Linked DNA regions of Mus musculus: all the other regions are linked to region 2. Evidence: chromatin contacts called from public promoter capture Hi-C data. All regions are on one chromosome and are shown on one strand. Each heading gives the region's core, a stretch centred on a gene start, on an enhancer-like site or on the middle of the called end of the contact. The rest is flanking DNA. Distances are from core to core; before and after follow the strand shown. Region 1 holds the start of Zc3h15 (zinc finger CCCH-type containing 15). Region 2 holds the start of Cwc22 (CWC22 spliceosome-associated protein). Region 3 holds the start of Zdhhc5 (zinc finger, DHHC domain containing 5). Region 4 holds the start of Ssrp1 (structure specific recognition protein 1). Region 5 holds the start of Spc25 (SPC25, NDC80 kinetochore complex component, homolog (S. cerevisiae)). Region 6 holds the start of Ctnnd1 (catenin (cadherin associated protein), delta 1). Region 7 holds the start of Tmx2 (thioredoxin-related transmembrane protein 2).

What was found. Promoter capture Hi-C pulls out the DNA fragments that hold promoters and counts their contacts.
Region 1: a promoter capture Hi-C map of pre-B cells shows a contact between it and region 2. The contact joins the promoter of Zc3h15 here to the promoter of Cwc22 in region 2. A contact is called at or near these places in 4 of 39 promoter capture datasets (the 3T3-L1 cell line, cranial neural crest, liver and 1 more), 4 of 484 Hi-C or Micro-C datasets (CD4 T cells, cardiomyocytes, nephron progenitors and 1 more) and 1 of 115 datasets of contacts at active chromatin or transcription factors (neural progenitor cells).
Region 3: a contact with region 2 is called in a promoter capture Hi-C map of pre-B cells, with 2.7 times the contacts expected there. The contact joins the promoter of Zdhhc5 here to the promoter of Cwc22 in region 2. A contact is called at or near these places in 3 of 39 promoter capture datasets (the 3T3-L1 cell line, cranial neural crest and pre-B cells).
Region 4: a promoter capture Hi-C map of pre-B cells shows a contact between it and region 2, with 4 times the contacts expected there. The contact joins the promoter of Ssrp1 here to the promoter of Cwc22 in region 2. A contact is called at or near these places in 4 of 39 promoter capture datasets (3T3-L1-derived adipocytes, cranial neural crest, liver and 1 more), 3 of 484 Hi-C or Micro-C datasets (CD4 T cells, CD8 T cells and regulatory T cells) and 1 of 9 other capture datasets (liver).
Region 5: a promoter capture Hi-C map of pre-B cells shows a contact between it and region 2, with 6 times the contacts expected there. The contact joins the promoter of Spc25 here to the promoter of Cwc22 in region 2. A contact is called at or near these places in 1 of 39 promoter capture datasets (pre-B cells) and 1 of 484 Hi-C or Micro-C datasets (B cells).
Region 6: a contact with region 2 is called in a promoter capture Hi-C map of 3T3-L1-derived adipocytes, with 2.6 times the contacts expected there. The contact joins the promoter of Ctnnd1 here to the promoter of Cwc22 in region 2. A contact is called at or near these places in 4 of 39 promoter capture datasets (the 3T3-L1 cell line, 3T3-L1-derived adipocytes and cranial neural crest).
Region 7: a promoter capture Hi-C map of liver shows a contact between it and region 2, with 3 times the contacts expected there. The contact joins the promoter of Tmx2 here to the promoter of Cwc22 in region 2.

What each region holds. Positions count from the first base shown.
Region 1 is chr2:83,642,559-83,646,223 of GRCm38.p6, reverse strand. It overlaps Zc3h15 (zinc finger CCCH-type containing 15), which reads right to left and starts at 1,646. Exons shown (of 10, transcript NM_026934.3): 1 at 1,497-1,646. The coding sequence starts at 1,571.
Region 2 is chr2:77,943,637-77,947,656 of GRCm38.p6, reverse strand. It overlaps Cwc22 (CWC22 spliceosome-associated protein), which reads left to right and starts at 1,301. Exons shown (of 20, transcript NM_001362658.1): 1 at 1,301-1,507.
Region 3 is chr2:84,712,892-84,716,746 of GRCm38.p6, reverse strand. Zdhhc5 (zinc finger, DHHC domain containing 5) reads left to right here and starts at 1,583. Exons shown (of 12, transcript NM_144887.4): 1 at 1,583-1,764.
Region 4 is chr2:85,034,975-85,038,876 of GRCm38.p6, reverse strand. Ssrp1 (structure specific recognition protein 1) reads right to left here and starts at 1,757. Exons shown (of 17, transcript NM_182990.4): 1 at 1,549-1,757; 2 at 908-1,083; 3 at 339-524. The coding sequence starts at 961. P2rx3 (purinergic receptor P2X, ligand-gated ion channel, 3) reads left to right here and starts at 3,043. Exons shown (of 12, transcript NM_145526.2): 1 at 3,043-3,696. The coding sequence starts at 3,578.
Region 5 is chr2:69,203,894-69,207,493 of GRCm38.p6, reverse strand. It overlaps Spc25 (SPC25, NDC80 kinetochore complex component, homolog (S. cerevisiae)), which reads left to right and starts at 1,281. Exons shown (of 7, transcript NM_001199124.2): 1 at 1,281-1,430; 2 at 2,316-2,468; 3 at 2,573-2,638. The coding sequence starts at 2,330.
Region 6 is chr2:84,648,550-84,652,142 of GRCm38.p6, reverse strand. Ctnnd1 (catenin (cadherin associated protein), delta 1) reads left to right here and starts at 1,403. Exons shown (of 19, transcript NM_001085450.1): 1 at 1,403-1,737.
Region 7 is chr2:84,677,357-84,680,891 of GRCm38.p6, reverse strand. Tmx2 (thioredoxin-related transmembrane protein 2) reads left to right here and starts at 2,064. Exons shown (of 9, transcript NM_025868.4): 1 at 2,064-2,249; 2 at 2,718-3,041. The coding sequence starts at 2,853. Med19 (mediator complex subunit 19) reads right to left here and starts at 2,490. Exons shown (of 5, transcript NM_025885.3): 1 at 2,231-2,490. The coding sequence starts at 2,447.

The sequences.
Region 1 (3,665 bases), core at 397-2,896, 5.7 Mb before region 2:
AAATACATTCTATAATGTTTTGTAACATTTATTTTTGAATGGAAATTTTACTGTTTTGTGGTCTATTTTATATTTATTCAATCTCAGTAGTTTGTAAGTAAAATGCTATTTCTGAATGTCCTTTGTTGGCACAATATTGAATTGCCACCAGATTATTATTCCCAGAGATTTAAGTCTCCCAAATCCTGATTTTTTTCTTCAGATGTAAAGGTGACAATTATTTTTCTTTCTTTTATTTTCCCTTGGACAAGAGTTTCTCTGTGTGCTCTGGCCATTCTGTAGACCAGGCAAACTGTCTACTGAGATGAAAGGCACACACCAGCACTGCTTGGCAACAGTTTTGCTTCCAGATGTTTGGCTACGGCAGTTCTACCTTAGAACTCCAACAGTCAGTAAATTATTAGATGTGTTCACATTAATTTTATTTAAATTAAATCAGCCAACTTTAACTACATACAATCTGACAAAAGATTAATCTCATTAGCGTGTATAAAGGAACCCTGGCGAATTCTCACTTCTATCTTTCAAGGCTATAACAATCAAATGTTGAAAAAAAACGATCATAAGCAAACATCTCATTTCGAAACCCCAAACATTCATTCTGGCTATTTTAATAAGAACGAGCCTACTAAAGGTTACTTTATACTCAGATGCTGTAAAATAGTCATCTTTTCTTCCAACTACATCCAAGTCTATGAGGTACCATTTACTTTTAAATGAGGATTAGTATGGAAGAAATACGTTTATCGAATGTGAAATTTCATTACCTATCTTAAGGAAACTCAAGTAGACAATCGTTGTAACCTGAGGAACATTTAAGAACATCAGTACCTTGCCTCACTCACTGAATGCCTACAAGTTCAATGCATTAAAAGACGCTCGTGTGTGTGTGTGTGTGTGTGTGTGTGTGTGTAGGTAAACTGGGAGCTCCCAATTTAACATAGGTACTGTGACAGAGCCTACGTTTAATTCAGACTCCATGTATGAACGAAGCATTCTGTACAAAACCGCTGGGCCACGCTTTTTGGGAAACCTCTGTTCTTGACACGAAAGTTTCCAGATGGACCAAACACCAAAAGAAACAACAACAACAAAAAAGTGGTAAATAGTCCGCTGGCTCTTGAAAATGAACAGCGCTACCTCTCACTGCCTGATAAAGAAAAAAACCAAACCCAAGGCGTCAGGTCAGTCAGGAGGGGCCTTCCAGAGCGCCACTCAGCTTGTTTTTTCAGGCACAGCCCGAGGAGCCGCGGAAAGTCGTGAGCATCGAAAGGCCGGGCCGGGGGTCCCTGGGCGGCCGAGTGGGCGCGGCGGGCGCGTGGGTGGAGACGCGGCGAGCGCGGGGGCGCAGCGGCCTCACTACAGCGATGAGGGGCGGCGAGAACCACTTCAGTCGGGGCCCACCGGGCCGGGCGCCGACACGTGGCCCCGGGGAGCCGCGCTCCGCAGCCCGGCGAGCCCCAGCCCGGTGCGGCGGGGAGGGGGAGGGGACGTACCTCGATGATCTTCTCCTTCTTCTTCTGCTCCGCCTTCTTGCTGCCCCCGGCCTGAGCCTGTTTCTTGGGGGGCATCGCGGAGGCGGGGGGCACCGGGCCGACTGCGACGCAGATGGCTACCGTCGGGGCGTCCGGCAGCTCGGCGGGAGCAGGAAGACCCAGCCGCCGCCGCAGCGCACGGAAAGCGACTCGCTCATTCGCCGCCCGGATGTGGCCTTTGCGACAGCACGGCGCCGCTATGCACTGTGGGGCGCGAGGCGAGGCGCCCGGAAGTGGAGCTGCGCGTGCGCTCCGGCTGCGCCGAGCCGGGAGGGGGCGTGGATGAGACGTGGGAACTGGGAAAGGCGCGGCGTGTGACGCCTCCTTTTGGTGAGGCGCTTGCCACTTGCTTGGCTTCGTCCTTCATTAGCACCGCGAGTGATGCCTCCTCACCTCACTTGTATAGACCCCTGGCGTAGAGAGTTCTAGATCTAGTTAGCACTGGACAGTACCATCTTGAGTAATCACGGAGCGGCTGCATCAATTATGAGCTACTGTCTTGTCCTCTGGAGGGGCAGGGTTGCAATGCAGCACCTTCAGTATGAAGTTGCGTAAAGAAATAAAGTTTCATTTGGAGATCGTCAGACGTGGAGTCCTAGTGGGTGAAATCCTTAGTTTCTCTTCAAGTCCTGTACTAATTTTAGGGGGCTGCCTTAACGATTCCGGAAAAAAAAAAATCACTATTTTACTATGTCAAACTAGCCTAACAGTATGGGCCAAGCCCAATTTAAGGTTAGTTTAAGTGTTTGGTAAATTCCATAATGACTTTACACACACGATTTCACTCATTACATCTACACTGAGGTACGAATGGTTAACTGTTAGCACTGTTTGAGATGAAACGCAGAAAGAAAGGTGGCTAAATGTAAAATCCAAGATAAGAATTTCAGCCTGGTTAGTCTTGCTTCAGGGCTCTGTTTATATTGTAGACTAAACCAAAAGTATGGCTTTTGATATGCAAATGAATCTACTATTTTTTATTCAGCCAAATACTGACTTTAAAAAAGCACACAATGAATGGCTGTTCTTTTGCATGGTTACTGTTTTACCTACATTGATTAACAGAAGAATCATCCTTCCAGAGAAGGGAGTTATTAGTTTTTCAACAATTTCATAAGCAGAAAACTACTTTGGAACCCTAATGCCACCATGAGGGAAATGGACAGTGTTCATCTGATGGCAACCAAAGCAAAAAGAGACACTTAGGGGCAGGGGACCCAATATTCCTTTCAAGGGCTTTCCCCAGTGATCTACTTCCCTTCATGTGTTCCACTCTCCCTAGGAGTGTCACCCAACTCAACAGGAGCCTTTGTGGAACACTGTGACAGTTTACTTTTCTGTATTATTTATTCTTCAGAAGTTGATTAAGAATTCCTGTAGTAGCAGAATGTAGTAATCTTAATATCCCCCTTTTTAGTGATTCATTTAATGTCTCTAATTTTAAAGAATTTTTTTATGGCAATCGTAAGTATGGAAAAGTTGTAAACAATCTAGAATTTCACAGTCATAGCTGAAAAATCATAGTTCACTATTATCTTTTGTTCCTAACTTCTAACTAAACCTATCCCATGCTAATGCTAGACTATGTGACCAATATTCTTAATATATTCTCTTATATGGAAATTAGAGTTGGTTTTAGTTGTTTATAACCAAAATTTGTTATGGACTGAACTGTTATGGGCTGAATTGTGTTTTCAAAACTCACAACGTCTACTACTTCAGAATGTAACTACATTAGGAGATAAGGGCATTATAAAGGAAATAGGTAAGTTAAAATGAGACTTTCAGCATAGACCTAATCCAATCTGAATGGAGTCCTTATTAAAAAAAAAGGAAAAATTGAGTTTAAAATTTTTTTGAGACAGGGTCTCCTTAAGTTGTTTACATTGGCCTTGAACTTCTAGCCTGGACTGGCTTTGAATTTGCCATCCTCCCATTGAGCCTCCCGAATAGCTGGAATTGCAGATTTGTGTTATGAGCCCTGGTATAAGAGAGAATCTATATTGTGCACAGAAGCAAGAAAAATCACATGAAGACATAGCGGGAAGGTCTGTGTCAAGGAGAGGCCTTAGAAGAAAGCAAACACAGGAACAGGACAAACACAGGGATAGGACGGAGTCTAGCAAGTCA
Region 2 (4,020 bases), core at 52-2,551:
CAAAGTCATACTATCTCTAGGAAAAGGCTGAAAGCTCAATCACCCTAAAATTATAATAAAGAAGCAGAGCTTACTGCCCCAGGCATTTGATGCCAGCCCCTAGGAAGCAGAGCCAGGCAGATCTCTGTGAGTTCAAGACCAGCCTGGTCTACATAGTAAGTTCCAGGCCAGCCAGGGCTACATAGTGAGACCTTGTCCCTGTTTAAAAAATAAACAAAATTCTTGGAGAAGCCAGGCCTGGTTTACAAAATACTTTGAAATATAAAGATGATGTTGTTTTAGGAAGAGCTTTCCAATCACATTAGCATGCTCTTTAACACTTACCTTTTGGTAACACTGAAAATCAAAGACTAAGGAAACAGTATAATTGAGGCCAGTGCTCTAAACTCGTTACAGATTTCACATTCCAACCCTGAAAGTATCATAAATACAACTTGCTTCTTTTTTTTTTAATTTTTTAATTAATTAATTAATTTATTTATTTTCGGAGACAGGGTTTCTCTGTATAGCCCTGGCTGTCCTGGAACTCACTTTGTAGACCAGGCTGGCCTCGAACTCAGAAATCCACCTGCCTCTGCCTCCAGAGTGCTGGGATTAAAGGCATGTGCCACCACGCCAGGCAACTTGCTTCTTTTCTTTTTTCACCTTCCTCTCTCTCTCTCTCTCTCTCTCTCTCTCTCTCTCTCTCTCTTTCAAGACAGGGGCTCATTATGTAGCTCTGGATGTCTTGGAACACACAGTGCCAGTCTCAGCCTCCAAAATATTTGGAGTAAAGGCAGACACCACCATGTTGGGCCTCCAATTTACTTCTCACTGTCCTTACAACATATCATTTATAATCAGATAGTCTTCCATTCACTTGAATTTAAAATCTTGGAACTTAATAGATACTAAACATTTTGTCACTTTCCCCTCTTCTCCCAAACAGACTTTTGGTAAAGCTTCTGTCAAAAATCTGAAAGGGATCGCTACTTTTTTTATTATTTTCAGGCAAGGTATTATATAGTAAGCCTCTGCGGTAGTTTCATAGTATGTATCTTAGTGTTAAGCTTTTACACTGAAAAAAAAAAAAAAGAAAGAAAAGCTACGGTGTCTACTAAGAGCTACTTTTTATGGCTTTAGAAGATGAGTAGTGTTAGAATAAGAAGCATGCCTCGAAAACCTAGCTCTCAAAAGTGTCTCTAGTGTGACCTCCTATCCGAACGAACTACAATTCCCGTCATGCACTGCGGTCCAACTACAACTCATTTCCGTCCGCGCTGCCAGAGCATGCTGGACTTTGTAGTTCACTCGGACTCACATGTTCTTTTCTCGTGTTCTTTGTAAGGAATGACAGTGTTACTAGCTGGATTGCTTTGACTCAAGGTGTTACTATACCGCATTATCATTAATCGTATCACATACCTGCCAATTCACTACCAGTTTTTCACTAATTTCTCGCGCTACTTTCACCCGGGAAAGGGAACTGACGCTCTTCCGGTATGATGGCGGCGCGGTGGAGCTTTAGGTAATTACGGAACTCTGAAGACTCGGGATAGACTAGGAGCCAGAGTGGGGGCGGCGGGTTGCTAGGTCGCGTGGAGAGGGCAGGGACTTGCGAGTGGGCGCTTGCCCGGTGGGCCTTGCTTTCCTCATGTGGCTGCGCCGTCTCCACCGGCGGCCCGCGAGGTGCCGTGTGAGCCGGCTGGGCCTAGCGCCGGCGGCGGGGCGTGCGTGTCTGGGCCTTGGTCTGGGTTGTCGGTGAACACCTCTCCTGGGAGCACCCTGGGTCGCGTCCCCAGTCGGCGTCCCGGGGCTGGCATTAATAAATTCTGGTAACGCGTTTGCCTCATTCCAGCTTATCCCAGTAGCCAATTCTATTACATTTTCATTTATGGATCGTTTTCATTGACTTGACTGAACCCCTGTCATGTTTAGCCCTAGTGATCCATGTTTCGCATCTTCTGTGTTTAGGTCGCATACGTAGTTAACCTTAACTCTAAAAGCCTCTACTATTTGCAACTTCCAAACATGGGTTTGCAGTTCCTGCCCCTAGCGAGCTGCAGGCCCTACAGTACAAACAGCACTGTGCCAGCTGTTTGACCTGCTCTAAATGCAAGACTTTTTTGATACATTGTAGCCACTTAACTCGCCCCCCCGCCCCCCGGAAGAATAATTTGGGGAAAGGTATTAATAGAAACAGTAACTGAGCCCCGGCAAGCCGTTGGTGAGTTTGCCCAGTGGTTAAAAGCACTCTTTCAGAGGGATCTAGGTTCGATCCAAGCACCCACAAGATGGATCACAACAAATTATAATATCAGATTCAGGGGACTGGATACCTGCTTGCTGATAGCCACTTGCACCAGCAACTTGAACTGTCCCTATATGTATATGAAGGCAAAAAAGATCCATACATGTGAAAATGAGCTACCTTTTCTGTTAATTGTGCTCTGTATTTAAACTGCCTTTTGTTTATTTATTTTTCCTGTTCTCTGTGTAGTCTTGACTGTCTTGGAACTCACTCCTTAGAGCAGGCTGACCTCAAATTTAAAGAGTTCTGCCTGCCTCTGCTTTCTGAGTGCTGGGATTAAAGGTGTGGGCTAGCCGGGTTTAGACTGGTTATTTTAGTTGAGTCCTACCTTGTTCATGACTGGCCCAGTCAGACTCAGTCTGGAAATAGACCAGTTCCAGAAAGAAGTGATTATCGGTAATACAGCAGATTGGAACTAATGTCTTTGAGGGTTTTTCTGTCAGATTTCCCTTGTTTTCTCTGTAAGTCTGAAATTACTGCAGGAACTCTAGCCAGCTTGAATGTGGTGGACAAGGCTCTCCTTCCCAAGTCCCCGTGTCTTGTTAAAAACCGTTAGATCACATTCCTCAAGCTAGCCCCCAAGATCTGTTCCCTGATCTAACCTGCAGAGATCCAGCTATCAAAGCATTGAAGTCCAACAATCCAAAACCTCTCTGGGGTCAACTAATTGACATGCCCAATTTAAATTAAATACCTCAGCCTAACCCCTCTACCCGCTACGCTAATATTTTCCTATATGTATGTCTTCTCTCTATCCAGAGACAGTCCTTTGTTCCCTTGGGACAAATACCCCTTTACCCTCTCCCTTGTTCCCTTCCCCTTCTCCCTCATCCTAGTGTCCTGTCTTTGTCTCCTGTTTCTTGCCCTTTGTCCTTCTGGGGCAAATAAGTCTCCTTTGTGCAGAGAACACGCTCTTGGAGTGTCTTGAGCCAACTTTGAGGTTCCCTACAATTACGAGCAAGGGAGGCCGATGGAGCACTAAGGATTTCAGAAAACTCTCAGGCTTGTTAACACTTTTTCTTACACCTCCCAAGTAAACATGGGAGAAGACAGTTGAATGCTTACCTCAGCACAAACTTTGAAGACATTTTTTAAAATGTTTTTTTTAAAAAGATAGCACACATGGGCAGGGGAGTGGATTCAAACAAGCCTTTGCCTATCGTGCCATGTTAGTAAATGCCAGTGAACAGAAAGGAAAGAAAGTGTGGGGCATCCTTTTTTAGGAAAAGCTTCAATGATTAAAGAATTGATAACTTAGTAAGCGAGACCCAGAATTAACTGTTTTTAATCTATCTTTGAGCCTAACTCAGTAGTGGCTTAAGCCAGGCAAAGTTCAATACTTCCTCCTTGAAAATTTATCCTGTGGGTGCTCTGAATCACTTTACAAGGGGAGGCTCTTTCTAGATCAGAGCTTCTGTGATGGGTGGTCGAGCTTGGTGTCTAGAGGCTACATGGTAATATTTCCTTTACACCAGAATATGCTCAGAAGAAAAAAGTATACAAACATAACTTCTAATGATATGAAAGGTCATTTCTAACCAATCTGTGCAAGTTAGCAGATTTTGTTGACAAAGCTGGGGACCAGATTTGACTTGTGGAGTGCAGACACAAAGTATGAAGTGAAGATGAAGGCCTATGCTACATTCGGGTCCAGTTACCTCTTGGGCACACAGCATCTACTAGTGCTGCCTTGATGCAGATAATGACAGACAGCTTGGTGGCCCCAAGAA
Region 3 (3,855 bases), core at 334-2,833, 6.8 Mb before region 2:
TTTTTAAAAATTCTCTCCTTAGACCGCTCTATTGGCCGTGCTACCTACTTCCTCCATGTGTGATGTGTGAGCCACAGCCCAGGCCATACCACCATTCTGCCATGGTCTGAGAATTTACCCCACAGACGTCTTCGCCAACGGATTTTTCAAAATAAAGTTCCACTCCTTAAAACATGTATGCTCGTAACGGTTCCAATAAACGCTGCATTTAAGCCAGTAGTAAAAATGATAAGGGATAAGACTAGAGTCTAAAGAAAAAAGGGTAGATTTTTTTTTTTCTTTTCTTTAACTGGATGCCTAAGGCTGAAGTGTCAAAGTTAAATCAGTAACATTTGAAGTGAAGTCAAGGAAACAATGACAGGACTTGGAAATAACCCTGAACGAGACCTTCGCTTCAGGGAAGCGGCTCGGGGATATCTTTTTGAAGGGCTGTTATGTAACAGAGCTCCTTTACAAATGAGAGGTGGCCTGAAGCTGTAAGAGGAGAGCCCTATGGCAAAGCCACCGGGTCCACAGCCGTCTCGGCTTAATTAGGGCAAAATGTAGTGCCGCGATCTTCGGAGAGTTAGCCAGCAGCTCGCCAGGGACAGGAGCTATTCTAGAAAGACTTTTCTTTTCAGCCTGCTTTCTCAAATTGGGTGAGGTCAGGGCGCCCATTCCTCGTGTAGTCGTGGAGGTGTCTACGCCTCGCACCGCGCACTCCCAGTGCTTCACTCCATCGGCAAGCACTGTAAATCTAGGGATAGCAGCCGAGCTCCTTCATCTAACCCAGCCTTGGACAGAACCCTCTCCTCAGACTGTTCAATGGGCCGTGCGCCTCCTTCCTCCATAGGTGAGGCCATACCACCACTCAGGAATTCTGCCACGGTCTGAGAATTTACCCCACTGACGCTTTCGCCAACGGATTGTTTTAAATAAAGTTTCAGTCCTTAAAGAAAAAAAAAAAAAAAAAAAGTGTGTGTGTTGGAGGGGCTGCCCGACCGAATCCTCACACCAATGAATGAAGAGGCAAGGAAGGAAGCCGGAAAGGCTTAACGGTGATTGGCTATCGTAGATGCTTTTCAGGACTGTACCAGGCCAACTCGGAGGAGGCTGGTGAACTAAGAAAGGGCATCTGCTTGTTTTTGAGCACTTCCGGTACATACGTAGAATTTTTTTTGCTTAAAAGTTTTTCTTGACTACACTACAAATGGGAAAGCGGACAAAATAAGAGAAAGATCTCGCCAGACCAGTTCCTCGTCCCCAAACCGGCGCAGTTCGCCATGTCCCCTCTCCCGACCATCCAGCCAGACACGACGGCCAGGCGCGCGCGCTCCCGTGTCACTACGTGTTTGCGGCGCCGTGCCCCTGCAGCCAATCAGAAGGCGAGGTCGCCGCGGTCGCCCGCGGTCGCGCGCACGCTCTAGAGCGCCGTGGGGGCGGGGGTTAGGGGGTGAATGGAAGAGTGAACGGGGGCGGGCTCGGCGGCGCGAGCCGCATGAATGAGAAGAACGTGCCCCGCGAGAGACGTCGCCCGCGCCCGCGCCCGCGCCCGGGAGCCAATGGGAACGTCGTGAGGCTACAGACCGGAGGCTGAGGGCAGCGGCCGCGCGCCGGCCGCACAGAGGCGAGCGTCGGCCGTCGGGAGCGCGCGGCGGCGGGGCGGGCGTGGAGCGTGCGGGGGCCGCGCGCTGCCTCTCAGAGGCCAGACGGCACTGCTGGGAGGCGGCGGCGACAACGACGGCGGTGACAACGACGGCGGCGGTGACGGGCGCCGCGCCGGGGGTGAGTACCGGGGACGCTGGCCCCTGCGGAACCGGAAGTGCTGGGCTAGTGAGGTGGGAGGGGAGAGTGACCTCTAGGGAAGGGGGACCGCGGAGGGGAGGAGGTTAAGGCCCTACCCCTCCTCGGGCTGTACGGGCCCCGAAACGGACGCCCGCAGACTAAGAGAGCCGCGGCCGCCCGCCGGGGCTTGGACCCGGTTGGTGCCCGGCTGCCCAGTTGCGGAGCCGCCGCCCCTTCCTTCCCCGGCCCGCGGTTCTCTCAGCTCCGGCGGGCCCTGCGCGCGGTGGATTCCGTGTTTTCTGGGCCAGGGGTAGTCAGTCCTGCCCCCGGTGATGACTCCCACTGCTCCAGCTGCCGGCCGGGGACTGTACTCCTTTTACCGCTCCGCGGTTCAGGCCCCTCGCCCTACACTCCACTGGTCCTTATTTTGGTTAGAGCTTCGTCCTGTGGTTACCTGTTCTTTCTCCCATCCATCGGCTGCTTCTCCCTACCCCCCACCAGCCAGGTGCTCCATGCTTTTATGCTTTTAGTACTTTGTACTTTATTTTACAAGTAGGGCTTGAATGTATCTGACAGTATTTTATCACTAGCCGTCTATTCCTGGGGAAGTTTAAAGTTCCTTAACCAGTTGGCCAAATGAAACCACTAAAACGAGAAACAAGAAAGTGACTAAAGTTATTAGAAGTAGTCGTAGAATAGATACATGTTACATTGCAGACCATTTTTGTCCTCTTGGGTTTACTTCCTGGTTAATGCCATCTTGTCCAGGATAATCTTAGGTTAGATCTCCATCCTTTTATCCCAGTGTGAGCCTGCTTTGTATCAGACAGATCTGTCCGGTGCTCATGAATGCATACAAATTCATCTAGTGTTTGTAAGAATTCTATCGCCAGGTACTTGGGCACCTACGTCGATCTGTAATAATACTCTTTTTAAACTTCTTCTTGGATCTTTCCTTCATAGCATGTATTCATTCTTCTATATGACATCTCCATTTCTATATATTCAAATTTAGTGTTCTGTGCTATAAGGTTTGGTTATTTTAACAAATAATACATGTGCTGTCCACTGCACTGCTCCAAAGGAACTACTTATATCAAACCTTATGAAAGTCTTCAAACTACACATCTTGAATTGTTTGTTGTTGTTTTGAGACAGGATCTCTGTACATAACTGTTGCTGCCCTGGAATTCACTTTGTAAGACCAAGCTGATTTCTAACTCAGAGTTCTGACTTCCTGTGCCTCCCAAGTGCTGGGATTGAGGTCGAGAGCTACCACACCTGGCTCTGTATTGTTTGTTTTATACATACATATTTTCACTCAGTGATTTTTTTCCCCCTCAGTCAGCATGTGTCACGAACATTCTTGTCCACTTTAGTGATACTGTTGTGGATACACCAGCTTGTGACTGATGAACCACACTCGCCTTTCCGGTTTCGTCCCTTCTCTTTCTGCACCACATTCCTTTGATAAGACTTGGTGTGTTGATATTTATACCCAATAAATTATTTTATCTTGTCCCTTCTAATATCTATCTTAACATTTCAGACGATGGTCTCATTTATATTTCAGTATGCGGTTCCATAATTGCATGTACTGTACCGTGGCAGAATTAGTCTGTGTGGCTTTCGTCCTGTAGTAAATGTGACCTGCAATAGTATAGGATTCACTTTACGTAATAGTTAGGTAATTTTCCTTTTATCTTTGGAGTTTTGAGGGAAACGGTTCCTTTAATAATACTGTCTACAAATCAAATTTGCTTGTTCCAGTTGATAAAGATATTTAGGCCTAAAGTCAGGAAACAGAAATAAGCATAAAATCAGGACTAAATAGGATCTGGTTTTTAGTTGGACCATAGAAACTTAATGGAATCTTTGGGCCTTCTTTCTAATGTTACTTAACCCTCCCCCCTCCCTCCCTCCTTCCCCCCTCTCTCCCATCTTATTTATTTATTAAATTTTTCTTTTGGGACAAAGTCTTACTATGTAGCCCTTGCTGGCCTGGAAGCTATGCATACCAGGATGGCTTGGAGAGATCCACCTGCCTCTGCTTTTCTTTTTCTTTCTTTCTTTCTTTCTTTCTTTTTTTTT
Region 4 (3,902 bases), core at 508-3,007, 7.1 Mb before region 2:
CCAAGTAACTCAAAAGCAGCTCAAAATGGAAAAGCAAAATCCTAGAGCACCAAGCTAAGATGCTGAGCCAGGACAGAGGGAGCAAGTGGAAACCATGGTATAAGTTAAGATGGTAGAAAACCTCCTGGAGTCCAGGTACACGACACGTGTACTGAATACACAACACTGTTTTTTTTGTTTGTTTGTTTTGTTCAATAGTCTCCAACAGCCTTGCTTCGAGGAACCCAAATGAGCAGTAACATGATTATCAGAGAAACGCCAACTGTCTCTAGAAGATTAAAAATAAAAAAAGACAAGGCAGTTACAAAGAAAGTGGGTCACAGAACAAGATCGCTCACCGATTCGCGGAAGCCATCGTACTTGTAGACATGCCCATTCTTTGTGAGCAGTTTAAGCCCATGGCCTAATGCTACCCGACGCCAGATGCCTTCTGTCAACTCCCCAGCCTGGATGTTGTCCACTTTGCCCGTCTTGCTGTTCTTAAAGATGATACCCTGACGGCTCAATCGAAGCCTCCCATCATTCTGCCCAAAATACAGACCCAAAATCAGAACAGGGTAGTGTGTAGTGGATCCTTTCTACCCCTTACCCATGGGATGCAGGATGGCCAGAGTATCAATTGAAAAGCGGTCGTGGTGAAATCAAGTTAAAAGACACAACAGACATTAAGTCTAGACTGCAAGCTTGGCTCTGGCATCAGAAACCCTGTAAGGGCCCCAGTTTCCTGGTTTTCTAATACAACTCAACAAACTCAACATCTTGCAACTCTTTGAGACTTTGCTCACGTTTTCGCTTGGGGGACACACTGATACACTGTTTCCAAAAAAGTAGTCAGAGTTAAGCTTTTCGTTCATAGATTCGAACTCTTTCCCCCTCTCTGCCTTTCTTTTGCCCAAGCCATTCTCACCATGGACCCTTTCACCTCCTGGAAGATGTCGTTGAACTCCAATGTCTCTGCCATGTTCACCTGCCCGTGGTGGCCTGAGCACACAGCCCTAGGCTGCACCAGAGAAAACGAACCCTTCTCTGGATGCTGTGCCCCAATTCCTGGTTAGTTGTGTAGATGTCCAGCAGGGTGGGAATCTGAATTCGGGAAGGAGACTGATAAGCAAGAAACAACGCCACCTTACTCCGCTCAGCCATGTACCTGGTATGTCTCAAGTTCTTTGCTGCCTGGGGATCTTACTGACCCGTTCTGCAGGGCTCCTGAGGCCAAGGCCCAGGACCCTAGGTGCAGAACCAGGCCTATAGTGGCGCTTACACCCCAACCCGACACCCTCTCGGTACGTTCCACGGACAGGCACGGCAACAATCGGCGGAACCTGAGACCCGCTCAGAGAGCGCACCTCAACTCCGCTCAGAGGGTAGTGTCCTGATCGCAGAGACCCCACCACCCCGGGGCCCCGCGTGAATCTACGTTTCTCCCCCTTCTTTTAAAATGGATTCGCCCATTGCCCGCGAATTTGAACGCGGATCGATCCATTCCGATCGTCCCGCGGGGGAGCGGGGCCCATGCACACCAGGGGCCCAGGGATCGCGACCACCCACCTCTAAGAGCTGCAGCCTCGCGACGGCACAGTGAGGGCGGTGGGCGCAGGGGGACGCAGGGGAGGGGGTAGGGATGCGGGGGAAGGGATGCCGGGGAAGCTTTTCCCGCGTGCGCAGCCCCGCGTCCCGCCACCGGAAGTCGCGCACGGACCATAGAGAGGAAGACTTGGCTAGAACGGCATCATCCGGGCCGACCAACGGGTACATTCGCCTAGAGCGTCGGCACTCCCCCTGGTCGGCTAAAGCGAGAGGCTTGCTATGGAATCCCACGCGGCTGAATTCTTGACTAGAAAACGGGAACACTCTTTAGAAAGTTACAAGCTGCTCTTCAAAGACTAGATTCCGAAGGGAAATTATGCGGTTTTATTAGGTGTTCAGGTTTGTATGTTTGTTGGAATCATGCACGCCCCTCCCTCCTGTGAAATAATCTGGGAAGGAGTCTGTTGAACAAGAAAAATACAGAGGTGTAGCCCCACTAGCTGCAAAGGAGATGCGGGTGTCGGCGATTGTGCTTGCTTTCCAGCTGTACCCTGGCAAGTAGATCAGATCCTTTCTGCAGTGAGTTCACCTACCCCCAACACTATCCTGTCCATATCCCTAATTTGTGGGTTCTCAGGAAGAGCCTAGCAGATGGCTGCATTAAATTCAAGTGGTGGTGTCGGATTTACCTTTGAGCTAGAACTTACTTGAAATCACATCAGCCTACGTTGGCAGAAGCCCGGATGGCCTCACATAGCACCGGAGTGCATCTTGCAAAATCTGAAGCCAGGTCTGACAGAGATGCTTGAGTTTATCTCATTTTACAGATGAGAAAAATGAGACCACAAAAGATTTGCGACTGGGTGTCAGTCCATTACCATCAAAACTGGAACCTAGAACACAGACTCTTTAACATCAGCCTTTTATAATCATGAGGGTTCAGGGTTTAGAGTGATTGCTAGCATATGTCCTACACAAAGACAGGATAAGCCCACAGTTTCCCTGAAATATCACTGCACTGACTTGCTAACTCAGTCCTGGGATATGATATAGATAAAAATGTGTTTTGTCATTCGGTGCTTGTGGCTTTAACCACTATCATTGCTAGCACTATTTAGCTAAGTCAAACTGGGCTTAAGACATAATGAAAACCTATTAATGCAGCACGTTTCTAGGATCTGACAAAACTGTTGAAGATCGTTAAAATAGCCCAGCCTCTTAGGAGCACATACCCTAACAAAAGATTTTAATAACTTCGGGGTTTAAAAAGAGAGGGAGTTCAGTAATTTCTGTGCAACTTGAAGAGTTGCAACCAACTAGAGTTAGAAATAAGCGACTTTCCGCTTTGTAGTATTACAAATCTGTAATCACAACACTCAAAGACTGGGGCAGGAGGATTGTGAATTTGAAACATGGCAACATAACAAGTTAGACAACATAATGAGATGCTGGAGGGCAGAGAGGAGGAGATGGTAAGAAATGCGTGTCTTCCTCCCAGGAGACACAGAACTGTCAAGAACCCTTTCTCCCTATTTGTGCTATTAGATAGAAATCGACAGACACTCAAGAGTGGAGTTCTTGGCTCAGGCAGATGAGCTAACTCAAGAGTGGGCAGTTACAAGGGGCTTTGGAGAATACAAAGCAGCTGGTGAGCTGGGATAGAGATGCCGCGTAAGAGAACAGAATAGAAACAGTAGACAGAGTGCAGATGAAACATAAGTCCCAGAGGGCCCTAGCCAGCTGCATCTCAGGCAATCTGGAGCCCGGGATTGGAGACCCCACCCCTGCTGTGACATCACAGGGGAGTGGAGTGAAGATGAATAAAAAGGTGGTCCACCGCCCTGGCCCTGGACTGTTGGCTTCTAGAGTGTCAAGAGGAGAGACGAGGCACTGGACTACAGTTGCCTGGCTTATAGGAACTGGCTCTTTTCCTCAAGCCCCATTAAGCAGCCCACTCCAGTTCTTGATCTCTGTCTCCCAGTCCTGAGGTCTTTTCTCTCCTTGGGCTGCATCCACAGCCTTTCTGGGTGGCTGTGAGCACTTTCTCAGTATGAACTGTATATCAGACTTCTTCACCTACGAGACTACCAAGTCGGTGGTTGTGAAAAGCTGGACCATTGGGATCATCAACCGAGCCGTTCAGCTGCTGATTATCTCCTACTTTGTGGGGTGAGTCCATGGTCCTTCGGATGGTGGGACAGAAGGGCTACCTGATGTCCTTCCCTCCCTCTCCCAAGGCTGCTCTGCAGCTCCTAGACCCTCTTCTCTGGGAAACACTTTGATTTGTGGGAGCCATGTCCTCAGGATTGGCCTCTGCCACTCCCATCTAGACCCGTCTCAGGTGCATTATTTTACCCAGAATCTCTTCCAGGATT
Region 5 (3,600 bases), core at 32-2,531, 8.7 Mb after region 2:
AATCCATCTGCCTCTGCCTCCTGAGTGCTGGGATTAAAGGCGTGCACCACTTGGGGATAAAATAGCCATAATCTGGTAGCTTAATCTTATAGTTGGCATTTGGATGCTTAAAGGGAATCAAAGAAATATTAGTATGGTCTACAAGCAAAGGGTTATTTTCAGAAACAATTATCATAATCAAAGATGAAAATAACAATAATTTTTTTTTAATATTGACCATCTCAAGTTCCTTGTTTTCTCTTTCTTTTCTTTTTTCTTTCTTTTTTTTTTTTTTTTTTTTTTTTTTTGGTTTTTCAAGACAGGGTTTCTCTGTGTAGCCCTGGCTGTCCTGGAACTCACTCTGTAGACCTGGCTGGCCTCGAACTCAGAAATCCGCCTGCCTCTGCCTTCCAAGGGCTGGGATTAAACGCGTGTGCCACCACACTTCAAGTTCCTTTTCTTTAAAGGGCATATTCTCAATTCCCTATCTTTCTCAGTTTTACAAAGAAAGATGTAGTTAGCAAGTCTGTTTCATCTGTGAAGTTGTCTTCTAACAAATCTTAGCTTAAAATCTTTACTATTTTTTAAAATTATGTGTATTTTTAATTATATGTTTAATAACTTGGTGGCTTCCATCTGTCTCTCTTCAGGGAGCACCGGTTACTTTAGTATACAGTGTTCTGATCCCATTCAGTTTGAAGTTCTGCGAGATCCAGGAGCTTGTTTTTGCCAGTAGGTCTTAAAATCAACAGCTGAAGGACTGGCGACATGGCTCAAAGTTGCAGGGCGTCTGCTCCTCAGGCAGAGGAGAGGAGTTTGATTATCAGTGGCTCACAACTGTTCCAGGGGATCCGATGCCCCCTTCTGTAAACACGTTCAAACATAAAAATTAAATAAGTAAAATACTCACGATAAATCAATGTTAGAAAAGCTTGGGAAATTCAAACATTAAGTTTGGGTAAATAGTTTGGTAACTTTCAGGATGTTTCAGCCTAATCAATCATAACTGGAGTCTGTTCAAGAGGATTTTCCGTCATTTCCAAAATAAAACGAGTGCAAGGAAGAAGGAAGTATATGTCATAAAAGAAAGCAGTTAAATTTCAATTTTTACATTTTTTTCTTCATTCTGGGGCAAGCCCTTCTACTTCACTATAGACCGCGTCCCAAGCTGTCTCAGCAAAGAACTACGAATCCCAGAATGCTCTGCTCCATAGTTGTCCGCGAGAATTCCGCAGGCCGATATCAACCAATCCTTGCACGGAGAGTCTGCCCTGTCAGCCAATCAGAAGACGGAGTTGAAGGGCGGGTAAGCAGGCGGTGGAGAGTTTGAAATTGAAAGACTGCGCGCTGGAGGAGCAGCAGACCCGGGAGCAGCAGACGGAAGAGCGGCGGGCTGGTTCCTGCCGGACAGGTCCAGTCTGGTGGAGACCGCGGCGTTCCTGGCCGCTCAGGTCGGGAGCCGTTTGAAGGGTTGTGGGGCTTCGCCGACCGCACGCCCGGGCTGAGGGAAGCCGGCCTGGGCATGTCGGCGTGGGTCCGCAGAGCCTGGAATGCGGGCGTCCGCTGTTAGCCGCGGAGTTCGGGTCCTGGCGCTGCTCGGTCCCGATCACACTCCCCTCTTCCGCCCTGCAGGGGGAGGAGTGGACGGAGCAGTCGGCCAGGGGTCTGATGCAGAAAACCTGCAGGTCTGTCTGTCCCCCAACCTCTTCGAGTCTCGGTCTCGTTGCCTGCGAGCAGGTCCTTTAGGAGAAGCGGAGTGACACCGGGGTCCTGTTAAAACATGACTTGAAAGCTTCGTGCAACCTTGTTTTGGTCATATTCTTTCCTCTCCTCCACCTCCCTTCATGCCTTCAGAACAGATTGATGCACATCCACCACAGTTAAGCCCAAATTGGCTTGGATCATCCTGTTGCTAACTACCGGACTGTTAGTGGATTATTTTTATCTTATTTTACATTTTATTAGGTTCTGGCCCAATGTTGACCAGGCTATCTTTGAACTCAAATACCTTCCTCTGCCTCTCTGCCTCTCTGCCTCCGATGTGCTGGGACAGTGCTGGGACAAAAGGCGAAAAAAGGCGTTTAGTTCACACCCTGTTGTGTTTATTTAGAAAAGGTCTCTTGTATATCAGACTGGTCCTGACGTTGGCTGACCTTTACCTCAGATTCTCCTGCCCCCAGCTGGAAATGTTGGAATTAAAGTCTGCCTTTATGCTAGCTGAGTTGCTCAATTATTAACCATTCTGTAGCAAAGTCAACCTGCAGACATAAACTCGAAAATGTGGCTTATTTGGTGTCGATAGCAACTAAAATACAGCTTTGTGCTCTGTTTTGCAGTGTCTTAAAACATAATGGGTGAAGACGAATTGGCACTCTTAAATCAAAGCATCAATGAATTTGGGGATAAGTTCAGAAACAGACTCGATGATAATCATAGTCAAGTGCTGGGACTTAGAGACGCCTTCAAGGACTCCATGAAAGCGTTTTCAGGTACTGCCAGCCCTTAACTCCTAACTTGTGGATTTTGCTGACCTTATTTATTTTTTACTGTTATTTCAGCGGGATTCAAATATCTCTTGTAATTTGTCTTTCAGAAAAGATGTCTTTGAAATTAAAGGAAGAAGAGAGGATGACTGAGATGATTCTGGAGTATAAAAACCGTATGTGAATCGTGTGTAGATTAGCTTTTAGATTGAAGGTCTTTATCGTGAAATCTTAAGTAAGACAGTGTTGTGAGTGTTCGTACATTCACACACATGCATAGACAGTCATCAAAATTCTGTTTGCGGGAGCTGGAGAGCTAGCTTAGCTCAGTGGTTTAAGAGCTCTGGCTGTTCTTCCAGAGGACCCAGGTTCAATTCCTATCACCCACATGACAGCTCACAACTGCCTATAACTCCTGTTCTATGGGATCTGACACCTTCACACAGAGATACATGTTGTCAAAACACCAATGTGCATGAAATAAAAATAAATTATTTTTAAAAGATTATGTTCCTATCACCAGCTTAAAGTTGAATATCTGCATCGTCTAGAACTATGAATATTTTTTCAGTATTTTTGAATGCTATGTGAACGGCATCATTTTATATGTATCCTGTCTTTTTATTTAACTAGTATATGTGTATGCCTATGTGTAAAGGGCAGCCTTTAAAAATTTTTTTTTTGTTTTCACATTGGAAATTTCAGCCAAGGAACAGAGTTCCTCAGAACTTTGGGGTCTGGTTAATATTCTAACAATCATATTTTTACCACAATTCTTTCCCTGTCATTTCTATGGATGTCCAGATATTTCAAATCTGGGTCTGTATCTTTTATTGAATTCTCACACATAAGCTGTAAAGCTGGAGCCAATGGGTCGATTATTTTGTTTTATATATTTATTTGCTGCATATATTTATGTGTAGTTATGTATTCAGTGCTCTCGTAGGTCAGAAAGGGTATTAGATCCCCTGGAAATAGAGTTACAAATGGTTGTTAGCCTCTGTGTAGGTGCTGGGTGTAAAACCATCAGATGCTCTTAACCCCTAAGCCATATTTGTAGGTCCCTGGATTTTTTTTTTTTTTTTTTTTTTTACTTTCTTCAGGAGTTTTGTTTAAGGTGTGGTTTGGTCTTACTCCC
Region 6 (3,593 bases), core at 154-2,653, 6.7 Mb before region 2:
CATTTTGCAGCAGCCAATAGGAACACACACCTATTGTCCCAGCACTCAGGAGGCAGACACAGGGGGTATCTCTGTGAGCTCAAAGCCAGCCTGCCTGGTCTAGATATCAAGAGTTCTAGGTCAGTCAGGGCTACATAATTAGACCCTGTCTCAAATAATAAAATAAAATAAAAATAAATTAAAAATAGGGCTAGAAGAGGTCACCACCAAGATAATGACCAAAGTTTAACCCCTGGGCCCATATGGAGGAAGGAGAGGACTGATCCCTGCAAATTGTTCTCTGACCTGAGTATGACTGCTGTAGTACATGTGCACTCATGCACACACAAAGAAATCTAATTTAAAAATATATAAGGAGAGACCTTCTAACTCATTATCTTCGTTTAGTAATTAGTGAATAACTAATACCAGTTTTACCAGGTGGTAATATACCTTCAACCCTATAACTCAGAAGTCGGAGGCATGGGGTTTTTGAGTTTGAGGCCAGCCTGGGGTAGAGTGAAATCCTATCTTAAACAAAACAAAGCAACCTCCCCACCAAAGAAAAAAAATTCAACAACAAACACAGCCCCTTCCCCTCATAAACTTTAAAGGAATTCGTAGGAAAACCCCTATAATATTTTATTTAGGTCAAATAAAAAAGGCAGGTAATTTTGGGTTGACTAAACAATAGCATTCTCTTAATTATTTTAACGATGATATTCTTAACTAGTCTACACTCTTTGTTTATTGGATTCTGCCTATTGTCCCAGGCAAACCCATATTGTTTTGATGGGAAGATAGTGCTGGTCCTCAAGGGCTCAGTGGATTCTGCTTCCTTTTAGTTTAGAGAAGAAAGGCTAACAAACTATTAAGAAGTCTAAGCATTTATTTTCTCCATTAGCTTTTAATTCAATTAAGCCAAAACAATGAAATTGAGTTTGTCTCAGATATTTCCTACCATCCCAGTCAGCATATAGTCCAGTTTCTGGGATTTCCTTCCTTCTTTCCTGACTTCCTTTGGGAAAACGCTTTGGGGAAGAAAGCAGCAAACCAAACCGCAGCAAGTAAAGAAAGTAAGCTCTTTTCTGTTTTCCCACCCAGATAGGTAGGGAAAGGGAACAAGACCCTCATCAAAGAGAACTGAGGCTTAGGCGTGCCGTTCTAAAATGCTTTGTTATTTAGCACCTCCCACCTCCCCCCAGATCTGCAGTAATTCCTCAGAGATTGTATAGTCTCCGCTTTAAATATACATATAATATATATGTATAAAACTTCCTCGTCTTTCTCTCTCCCTTTTTTTTTTTTAATTTCCTATAATAAAGTTTCCTATTGGATAAGGTCAGCTCCCTGATTTATGCCTGGTTCCTATTGGAAGCTCGCAGGGGCTGACATCACTTAGGAAAGCTAGGGTAGGGCTGCCAGATCAGTTTGTCACCACCCAGGCTGCCTTGCCTTTGGCTGGGTGCAACTTCCATTTTAGGTGTTGGATCTGAGGGGAAAAGGAGAGAGGGAGAGAGAGGGAGAGAGGGAGAGAGGGAAAGGGAGAGAGAGAGAGAGAGAAAGAGGACGATCAAGAGGGAGGGAGGGAGAGCCAGCGAGCGAGACAGACACGGAGGGAGAGGAGAAAGGCAGGAAAGATCCTGGAACGAGGAAGAGGAAGAGGCGGCGAACCTCGCTGGATTTGTCTTTCTCAGCACATTGGTGAAGCTTTGGGTTTGTTTCTTAAAGGACTGGCTTTAGAAGTCCACATTTGAGGTGTGTGCTTTTTAAATTTTTTTCCTTTTATTAAAAATGTGTGTATTGGGAAAGGGGTAACTCAAGTGGAATTTTTTTCTTAATGGTAACTGGAGGGACTTTTAAAAGGGTGAGAAAGCCTGTTAGTGCTGACGGTGAATTTTAACCAATTATTTTTTTCACTTTTAATACTTTGGAGGTTTCTTGGTATTTTATTTAGTTAAGGAAAAGGTAAAACGTACAAGACCTGGAAACAAACTTCTAGGTGTAATACCGGAAGCTGGTTGGAACCAGGGGTAGAAGTTGTGTAAATTCCTTTTTTTGTGTGTACTTTTATATTATTTTTTTCCCTGGATTTAGCTAACATACTCTTATTTTTCAGAGCTCAAAAAGTTGTTTGGGGGGGGGGGCATGTTGTGTGTGGGTTGGGGAAGGACTCTGCCCTGGTCGGAAGCTGGTCGTACAGATGGCTCTTACCATGTTTCGGAACTTTTAGCCCCCTCACCTTTGAATTTGTGGCAGTGGGAAGTTGCAGGAAGCTTTCGAGTTTCAATGGTATTGTTTTTTCCTTCTGAACGTGAACGGCCCAGAAGGGTTTCAGCGCTGCAGTTCCTGGGTGGATCCCTCTTTCACTTTTCCAGGTGTGGTGGTGGGTGGGAGCCGCTGTCGCCTGCCTGCCTGCCTGCCTGCCTGCCTGCCTAGGAGGCTCTTTGCTTTGCCTTGTGAAAACAAATGGATCTACGTTAACTTGAGTTGCCCTTCCTTCCTTCCTTCCTTCCTTCCTTCCTTCCTTCCTTCCTTCCTTCCTTCCTTCCTTCCTTTTTGTACTAAAAGTCGTTTTAGTGGCACAGATTTGTAAAGGTGTGTGTTAAACTTACTGATATGGTAATGTTTGGCCTTTAAAGGGATAAGGAAATTCTAATCATACTTTCTGTTGACCGGAGTGAAACAGCAAAACACCTGAAAGTCTTTTCTCAGTCCTTTTGGTCTCTGAAAGGTTTGTAGGTTGTAAATAGACGGGTGAAGAGAAACCACTTAATGAAAACTTGGAGTTTGCAAAGCATGTTTGAGAAAGCACAAAGGGAATTTTATTTTTAAGCCACTGGAATGATGCTTTTTTGAGGTGTCTTTTGTTTGTTTGCCTGCTCAATTAACTTACCACTAAGTTAGAACTCTGTTAAAGCTAAAGGCTTGTGACTGGTTCATGTTTTATAATTGACCTTAAGGTTTGCTTGGTTTTGATTTTTTTATATGCATTCTTGGAAATGTGCAGATCCTAGATAATTATATAGCCAACTCTTCAGTAGCTGGAAAATAGGTACTTTCTTCTTTTAAAATGGAAATCAGCATGGAAATTAGAGCTGGAATAGATATTGCTCTAATTGTATCAAGATGGGTCTTAATATCTAAGCTCCTCATTACCTTTAAACTGATATGAATCTTTAATCTTTTGATTTCATAGTCCCTGTCCCCATTTTTTTTAGACTAGAATATTTCCTTGAATATTTTTCTACTGGGAAGACATTCCTTGTGTGATGATTTTGTCCTTGTGCGGTTGTGGCTTCTGGAGGAAACAAGTTTTGTTCCTCTTTTCCTTTCCATATAATTTAGGCAAGGATTACAGGAAAAAATTTGACGAGTGGACCTCAGAATTAAAATAAGTAATTGATAAGAAAGACAAAAGACAATATGTACAGTGTGTTGGGCTATAGTTTTCATTTCCAATTTTTCAATTTTCCTTTGAAATGCTTTTCCAAGGAGATTTCTCAGTGTGTCTTTGGAGGGTCGGTTTGTTGCTGCCACAGTGTCGGTTTCTCACTCAACCTTTAGGGGGAGGGATGAGAGTCTGAAGGAGGAGTACAAAGGCAGTTTGAAAA
Region 7 (3,535 bases), core at 815-3,314, 6.7 Mb before region 2:
TAATTTTGTTTACCTATATAAATTCTTCAGTGTTTAGTTCAAATGACATCTTATTCTTGCTGTCATTTTGGCTAACACATTTTGAAAACTATCAGGTAGTTTTTAACATTGCTTCCTGTGTTGAACTATAAATAAATAAGACTGACACCCACAAAATATAAGCACAATCCTTAAACCATGTATTTTGGATCTCAAAAAATAGGCTACCTAAAAACTAGGCTTAATAATCTTCACTTCTCGGGGCTGGTGAGATAGCTCAGTGGTTAAGAGTGCCGACTGCTCTTCCGAAGGTCCCGAGTTCAAATCCTAGCAACCACATGGTGGCTCACAACCATCCATAACGAAATCTGATGCCCTCTCTGGAGTGTCTGAAGATAGTTACAGTGTACTTACATATAATAAATAAATAAATCATATATATATGTATATAATCTTTACTTCTCATAATCCCACCATACCTTGGATATTCAGTACTTATCAACTGATCTATTAATGGTATAATTAGAACAGGTAATGCAAAAGATAAACTGCTGGAAGAAGCTGGGCATGATGGTACATACTTGAAGGTAGAGGCAAGTGGATCTCTGTGAGTTCAAGGCCAGCCTAGTCTACAATGAATTTGAGACAAGCCAGGCTTACTGAGTGAGACCATGTCTCAAAAACCCAGTAAGATGGGCTGGAGAGCTGGCTTAGTGGTTAAGTGCATCAACTGCTCTTCCAGAGGTCCTGAGTTCAATTCCCAGAAACCACCTGGTGGCTCACAAGCATCTGTAATGGGATCTGATGCCTCCTTCTGGTGTGTCCATAGAGAGCAATGGTGTAGTCATATACATATCTTTAAAAAAAACAAAAAACAACTAAAATAAGGAAAAAGAAAACTGCCTTAACAGTCATTTCTTTATGCTTCAGTTCTCAATTAAAAAATACAGACAATACCTATCTATCTAAAAGGACTATAGTAAGTATTACATATTGTTACACACTGCACTGATGTGAACTTCAAACTATTTTGCTAATAAATACTGGGATAACTGAGGTTTTTATTTCTTTTTTGAAGCAGGATCTCATGTCTCCTAGGCTGGGCTTGAACTATAGCTCCTTCTGCCTTCACCTCCTGAGTGCTGGTATGGAGTACTACAAGTTCCCCAAGACTTAACATGTCCAGAACGCCTCTTAAGTTTTAGCTCTTCAAATTTTTTCTTTCCATGCCTTCCTAGTCTCAGACTACTGTACCCTTTGTACAGGACACTCACAATTCCTCTCTCTGTGTATATTTAGTTCTTTATTTCTGTAGGCTTTACCTTTAACATGTATCCTGTATTCATTTGCTTCCCGACCACTAAGCCCTGGTCCAAACCATTCCTTTTCTGAACACTGACTGGCAACTTCTGATTATCCTATTTTCATTTTTCATGTTTCTGCTGGATATCTAAAAATCACTAAATTAGATCATTTTGCACCTATATTGAAATGACTTCAATTTGAACTTTAAACAACCTACCTTGCCTTATAAAAGCCTCTACCTATTTCCCATCACTACTGGATTTTTTCCGCTTTCCTGAGTCCAATGTGTCTTCTGCCCCTCAGATATTCTAAGCCCCGCCCCCCAAGGTCTCCTGATTTAGTTTCTTGTACCTAGTATCTCCTCTCTATCCAAACAGGGATGGCTTTGTTTATTCTTGAATGCTACCTACTCAGAAATGATTCTGTGAACGCGACGCCTTTTGCAAGGCAGGCAAGAGTTCTACCACTGAGCCACGCCCCCCACCACCACAATTTCCCCGAATAATTTTATGAAAGTAAGAATTGATTCAATTCTAATCCTTTCTTTGAACAGGTTAATCTCCGAGTCCCTGACAAGGAAGGCAACTTGCTACAAACCAACAAGTTTGTGACAGACTTTAAACTAAAATCTTAAGTGTCTCCAGAAATGTTAAATCGGGTCTCCCGAGTTCTAAACAACGGCTCACGTTTTTATAGAGTCACAAACGGCAGTCAGAGAACCCGGATCACAGAACTTCTCGCTGAAGGTTGTCCCAGATATTCACACCCAACCCAAACCCACCCCAGAAAATCAAGTTATCCCTTAGGGTTGTGAATCGCCAAAGGGCTTCTGACACTGTTGCCCACTGGCCCCGCGTAGCCCTGTTATCTCACACCTAGCGGGACAGGCTAGCCACACCCTCACCTGAACTACAATCTGAGTGGCTACTCTTGGCCTACTACTCACCTGGCAATTCCCGCATCAGGTAGAAGGGGCCACTTCCAGCCGTCGACTTATCCGCTCCTGCGGGGGCCGAGGTTGCCGTCGAGGGCGGGGCTGCGCCTGGACCACCTCCCGGAGGAGGAGGGGGTGGCGGGGGTGGCTTTCCAGGCCCAAAGCCTAGGGCGCTTGGTGGCGGTGGGGGGTCAGTCTGAGCTCCAAACAGTGCCGTGAAGTTCTCCATAGCACTCTGCGCTCCTGGTTACCCGGGATCGGGCGTTAATTACTTTGATTGGACAGTACTTTCACAGGGTACCACCCTCTTCGTCTAAGAGTGTCCCATCATTGGATACATTAAGCCCCGCCTACCATCTTCCGGCAACTTACTTCCGTCGCCTGAGAGACTGGTTAGGAAGGTGGTTCGCAGACTAATAGCCAATAAAATGACTCAGTTAGAAAAGCGACAACGATGAGGACCAATAGACTATTTAATTCATTTTCTGATCTATTATAGCATCCAATAAGAGATCTACATCCGGGTCTGGAGGCGTTGCATCTGATATTTGGTCCAATAGAAGCCTTGCTGGTGGGGGCGGAGGACGAAGATTTGGGGAGCGGGAGTGAGCCTGCGAGAGAGTAGGCAGGAAAGATGGCTGTCCTTGCGCCTCTGATTGCTTTGGTGTACTCGGTGCCGCGGCTTTCTCGATGGCTGGCCCGACCTTATTGCCTTCTGTCTGCTCTGCTTTCCATTGCTTTCCTCCTCGTGAGGAAACTGCCACCGATTTGCAATGGTCTCCCCACGCAACGCGAAGATGGCAACCCGTGTGACTTTGACTGGGTGAGCGCCCCCTGCCTTACCAGCTCTCGACCTTGACCATCCCTGCCCTGCAGGTGCATGTGAAAATCTGGGAGCAGGTTTCGGGATGTAGCCGCCTTACAGACTGAGTGCAGAGCCTAGGCCGTTATCTAGTCATAACCTCCGTGTTTAAGATGGAGAAACAGATTACAGGGTTTCCATCACAGATGAACAGTATTCTACAGTGATTCCAAGCTACCTGGGGCGCCAGTGAAGAAAAGGCCAATAGTAGAAATACCATTAAATTTTTTTTGTTTAATTTTTAACGAAGTGATCACAGTGTAGTTAGGCGATTTCCCAAGGAAACGCAGCGTTCAGAAAGTGCTGTCTAACCTTATTCAATTCTCTGATAGACTGGCAGACGAAGGTCGCTGACTCAACAAAATAAATGACTTGGATGGAAAATCGAATACTCTGGGCATAGTAACTATGCACACTATCTTCCTGCGGTGGGATAGAAAAACAGGGAAGATTAC